2 separate regions of the Dromaius novaehollandiae genome follow, and region 1 is linked to region 2. A link is a contact called in public Hi-C data. All regions are on one chromosome and are shown on one strand. Each heading gives the region's core, a stretch centred on a gene start, on an enhancer-like site or on the middle of the called end of the contact. The rest is flanking DNA. Distances are from core to core; before and after follow the strand shown.

The links. A called contact is a pair of places that touch in the nucleus more often than the background predicts.
Region 1: a contact with region 2 is called in a Hi-C map of liver, with 4 times the contacts expected there. The contact joins the promoter of ARHGAP5 here to the enhancer-like site in region 2. A contact is called at or near these places in 3 of 4 Hi-C or Micro-C datasets (brain, liver and ovary).

Annotation. Positions count from the first base shown.
Region 1 is chr5:31,092,910-31,095,616 of bDroNov1.hap1, forward strand. It overlaps ARHGAP5 (Rho GTPase activating protein 5), which reads right to left and starts at 1,329. Exons shown (of 8, transcript XM_064512375.1): 1 at 930-1,329.
Region 2 is chr5:31,014,463-31,017,396 of bDroNov1.hap1, forward strand. No RefSeq gene overlaps it. Among named protein-coding and RNA genes, the nearest start is that of AKAP6, 32 kb to the left of the region's middle. Within about 2 kb of position 1,354, at least 2 of the 2 cell types and tissues checked have open chromatin away from gene starts, as enhancers often do.

The sequences.
Region 1 (2,707 bases), core at 79-2,578, 78 kb after region 2:
GGGTGGAGTGGATTCTGGGGGGAAAGTGGCGAGTGTTTCTTCATTTCCTGAGCAAACAGCCTTTCTTCTATTTTTAACGTATCGGAGTTTTACACCCCTTTTATTCTATATTTAACAAACTGTGGTGTTATATCTGTGTATCACCAGTGCTTTTCTTGGGTGGAGAGAGTCTAAAGGTTATGCCGGTTGAAGGGATTCAAAATGCTTGAAAGCTGCAAGACTGCAACTGGCTACCCTATTTCAAAGGCTTAAAATCCACCTGGTGGAAAAACAGAAATGAACACACGTCATTAGGAGAGTGAAGTTTTCTGAGATTTAATTTAAAGCAATATTTGCAGATGAAGAGAAGGAGGAAAACTGACAACTGCTCGCATCTGTTAAGAGAAGGAAAAGAATAGAGAACACGAGAACGAGTAAAGAAGGGAGAAGAGGAGAAAAAGAGGTACAGAGAGAGGGGAGCAGAAAGGAGAAAAAAGACAGGCAGGAGGGAAGGAAGGGAGGGAGGAAGCCGAAGGAGTAGAGAGGGAAGAGGGGAATGAGGAAGGAAGGAAGAAGAGAGGAGCAGGGAAGCTCCCCTTCCTGCCTTCCTCCCTCCCCGGAGAGCCGTGACCAGCTGGCAGCCTCGTACAGCAGGCTCAGACCCTCCCATTGCTCAGGCCTTCATCACCTGTCTGGGACCAGGCGCTCCGCTCCCTGCCCTTCCCGCCGCCCCTCCCCGGCGCCGAGGCGCCCGGGGGCCGGGGGCAGCCGGCTGCCCTCTCCCCGCGCCGGCCCAAGCCCCCCGAACTGGTTACAGCCAGCGGCCGCCGCACCGGCTCGCCGGCCGCCGCCTCCCCCCGCCGCCCGGCCGGCCCGCTCCGCTCCGCGCCGCGCCGCCGGTCCGGGCGGGGGCCGGGCCAGCTCCCGGGGGACCGGATTCCTCCCCTCACCTCGCACCGTCGGGATCCGGCTCCTCCGCGGCGGCGGGAGCACCAGCATTCCCGGGACGCTCCCTCCGCGCCGGCGCCCCCGGCGGCTTCTCCTCCCCGCGGGGCTCTCTCCGCTCTCCGGCCCGCGCCTCCCGAGCGCTCCCGGCCGCCACAGTCCCGTCCCGCCTCCCCGCTCCTCTCCCCGGCGCTCTCGGCTCAGTAATGGCGGCCGCCGACGGCTCTCGCTTCGCTGACGGAGTCTCTCTCTCCCCCTAACTTTACCTCAGCAGCTTCCCTCCCCTCCCCCCTCCCTCCCGCCGCCGCGGCTCAGCGCGCGCGCCCGGCCAGCTGCGCGTGCGCGGGGAAGAGCCTCTTCCTGCCGCCGCTGGATTCCCTGGGAAGCCTGGGATGGTGCGCGCCGCCGGCCGCCGGCCGCCAGCTGCGCGCGCACGCGCGCCGCCGCACCTCCCCCTCCCAGCCCGCCCGGGCACGCGCGCCAGGCCGCTCGCTCATGTCCCGGTGGCCAGCGCCGGGAGCCGCGGAGCGGTGGGACGCGGGTTCTAGTCCCGCCTCAGACAGAGTCAGGCCGAGAGCTCGCCGCGTTGCGTGAGCGAAACTTAAAGGTGTCTGTCCGCGCGGCGGGCAGGGGACGCGGCGTGCTGCTCGGCCCTGCTGGCGCGGGGAAGGGAGGGCGCCTGGCCTCTAAATCCGCCCCCGAATCCCAGAGAGCAACTCCATACTCCCTCCCAGGGCTGGCGCAGGTGCCCGCGCAGGTTCCCTGCCTGTCCTGGACGGACACACTCCCTCTTCTCCTTCCCCTGTCTGCGGGGTGGAAGCACCCTTACAGGTGGCTGCCTTCTGCCTTGCGCAAAGGCTACGAACAGGGGAGCACAAAGTCTCTGCAGCCTCAGAATGGCACCTGCGGCCCTTGCTCCAGGCCCCAACAGGCTGGGAGGCAAGTCCACAGAGAAAGAGGACGGTGCCCAGTTGGGGCAGAGCTGAAGATAACAGCGAGTTGGGGTGGTCAGCCCAGTGTTCCTCACTTCTTTCTCTTCAAGCTGCATATAACTCTTCATAATATTTTCCAGATTTAGCATGTCTGTAACATCACATCTTTTTATCCATTAAAAAAAGATGAGAACTGGCGGCCGAGCATACTCTGTGGCCCATGGGTGTGACTTGCCTGCCTGCCCGCCGGTGAGGTGGGCACAGCGCGTTGCTTTGCAAGTGATACGCAGTGCTTTGAAAACGCAGGAGTCGGATTAAGCTCCCAAGTTTAGTGCACATTTTTCACCATTATCTCCACATGCCACCGTTTTGCTGATGTGTAAGGGAAAGTAAAATCTCCTTCCTTCCAGCAGAGGCTTTCTGGGTGCTAATTAATGCTAGTGAAGCACTCATGCTGGTCTTGCAGAGTGGCCAACGTGGGTATTTGGAGCCCTGCCCTCAGAGCTGGGTTTCAGGACCGTGCGGTAGGTGAGGCATGGGACACAAGGAAAAATATTAGTAAGTAGATGCTAATCTACTCTGTCCACTGCAGAAGGTAGGGACTTTTGGGGCAAAGCAACATTTATGACTATTACCATTCTCATGTCTATGTACAAAGGAACAAATTAATGTTTCACTAGCAGCCTTATTCCTGGTACATTCCAAGTTTTGAACATTTTATTTGTCACCATAATACTTAATAACAATATGATTCTGTGCAATTGTATATATGACATGCACATTTTAAAGTTACACATCTGAAAATTAGGAGATTAAAAGGTTTTAAAAAATTCAGATCCTTTCTCATGACA
Region 2 (2,934 bases), core at 104-2,603:
TATTTTCTCCAGTGAGAACACCAGCAGGGAGGCAAACTTTAAATGTGATTTTTCTGTATACGTATGTAGTAGAAAGTGTACTGAGACCGCAAACTCATTTCACATTCTGTAGGTCACTGAACAGCTGCTGGTAATGATTTTTTGCTCACTAATGACCTAGGTTATATTTGAATCAGTGCCCTAGAGGTGAAAAACCCTGTATTTCATTACTGATCCCCTGAGTCATAAAATCCCTTGATAATTTTTTCTAGGTGGCTTTTGCAGTTTTATTATTATTTATTGACTTATAAAAATTACTTGTTCATCAAGCTTCAGAAAAATGCATAGGGAAAAAGCTACATATATAAGAGATGGATGCATTTGCATTAAACGACCCTCAAAATGTGGCAATACAATGCAATCAACACTATATAATAGACAAAGGGTGGGAAATAGGAGGCATGCCAACCATTGAAAGGAAAAACTCTGTCAGGAGAATATAATTATATAATCAAATATATGAACAAGATATTGTTTCTGGCACAGTCAAAGAAGCCATAGTAAAGGATTAAAACCTTGACTTTTAGTCCCATCATCAGGTAATACTCCAATATATATCACTGAAATACTTAAGTTAGCATGACCAGTTCTACTGGGAAAATATACTATTTCTGTTAAGATATGATATGTATTATTTGCCACATTGCATCGTCTCATCTGTTACATATGTGGACAAACACAATTCTCCCAGTCTCAGTGAGAGATTAATTAAGAGAAGTACCCAGTCTCTTCAGAGAAAAAATGACAGTACTGTGAATCTCAGAAATGTGGACTTGTGTAAGGAATATAGCAATGGGTTAAAATGACAGAGAGATAAGTGCTTTGGTGTTGAGATATACTGGTGCTTTTCAAATATGTAGACTCTTCCTACCTGCTGTGTTTAGCTTCAAAATTCAGCACTGCCACAGGAAAAAAAAAAATCTGTTCGCTTTTTCATCCATGTACCACATGGCTTTCACTTTCATCAAAACACAGCAAAAGTGTCACAGGGGAATCACTCCCTTGGCTGCCTGAGCACTGCTGATCTCTGACCTCTGCTGGAAATGGATTCCAGGCACACTTCTGCCTGACAAGTGAACCACGTAAAATCTTGATGAGGTGTGTGTTTTGTTTTGTTTGATTAGCTAGCCCTAAAATCCAGAGACAGCTTTGTCTGACAGTAAAAAAGCCCACTTGCTTTACTGGTGCTCTCCCTTTGCAAATTTACTGACCTAGAATGGCAAATGCTGTCTTTTACGTAGGCATAAAGCACAGTACTACATGAAAGTGGCATTTTAGTGAGACACAAAAGGCAATAGCTAAGAGTGCAGACCTTGTGGCAAAAGAGGAAGGCTTAGAGTCGTGACGTCATCAAACCTCAGTAACTCCTGCAATGCACTGAACACATACACACAGCATAATGAATCTGCTCCCTGGAGGAAAAAGCTTAGGAACAGGAGGAAAGAAAAGATTATTTTTAGCTAAGGGAACCCTTTGTCTTACAGCATTAAAAATCCTTGAGTTGGCATCTCACAACAGCAGCCTTGTGCAGGGCTCTGCTTTTAACTCGTGGAGTGCTGTAAAAGGTAAAAATGACAGAGCAACCTTCTAAACATGTCTGTTTGCTTTTTACTTGACATCCTTTTGGCTTCTGTTAGAATTTTGCACATATCAAAGCTTCAGATTTTAGCCATAAGATTCAAAGCACTTGTCCACTACCAAGTTACACATTTTCATGCATATCACAGACTTTAGCAATAGGTGCTATAAGCATTGTTTATTAGCCTGACAAAGTAAAACAGTTTCAAAATGTAATATCTAAAATTAAACTGAAGGTCCATTCCCACTTGAGCATTTTATCTAGTGAGACACAGGTCACTCTTTTTCTCTAATGCCAAAGAAATTTGATTCTACATCCATTAATAATCCCAGATGTCAGCCATAGACAGCATTTTCATCAATCATTGCATTAAAGCACTGACCAAAAGATATACCTATAAAAGAAGAAAATACGCTTCCCACTACCTTAATGTCTTATAATGTGTTTTCAAGATTTTAAACCTTTTTGCTGAAGGCTACTTTTAGTAAAGTGAAGAGACAACTGCATATACATCTCAGCTGCAAAAATTGGATTTTGTTTAGCAGAGAGAAAAAGTCTTACAACATATTTTAGCTGCAGCCTAGATATTCCTAAGTAACACATTACATTTTTTAGTATACCTAGATGTTTGCGAGTATTACTTCTGGGCTGATTTGGATCAATTTTGACCTGATCTCCAGTGGACATGGAGTCATTGCAACTGCATACTCTTGCTCCATGTGCCAGACTGGTCTGGCATAGCTCTGTTAAATGGTAAATCAAGGGTAGGTCTGCACCACACAAGTCAAACCTGAGCTGAGCTACCCAAGCTGCCTCCAAATGCATTAGTTCAAGCACCGGAAACAAGACAGAGATATCACTGCAGTATTCCAGTACTATCACCTAAATGAATTAGTCTGACTAATAAGCAGAGCTATTTAGTCTACATAGCAGCTTGTACTAATGAACTGCAGTGAAAATGGGCTAATTCAAATTACCTTAAAGTTTTGCTGGTTAAGAGCCCGCATACAAAGTGTTACTATGAATTTGCTGGTGCACAGTAGCTGTCCATCCACCCAACCTTTCCCCCAGCTCGTATCGGTTTCGTTCCCCAGCCCTGCCCTTTGAACAGGCCTGCCAAGCGGCTGTTCACGGAGCTGTGCCAAAGGCAGAAAGAACAGGGAGTGGAACTGCCAGACAGGATCCCTTACATCAGGGCACAGCTGGTGTATAGGAGAAAGCACATACTTCTAACACCACACCGTAATTGCCCTGTACGTTACTGACTTCTGATTAGGGTATGTCACTGTAGAGACCACACTTGCAATGTAAGGAAA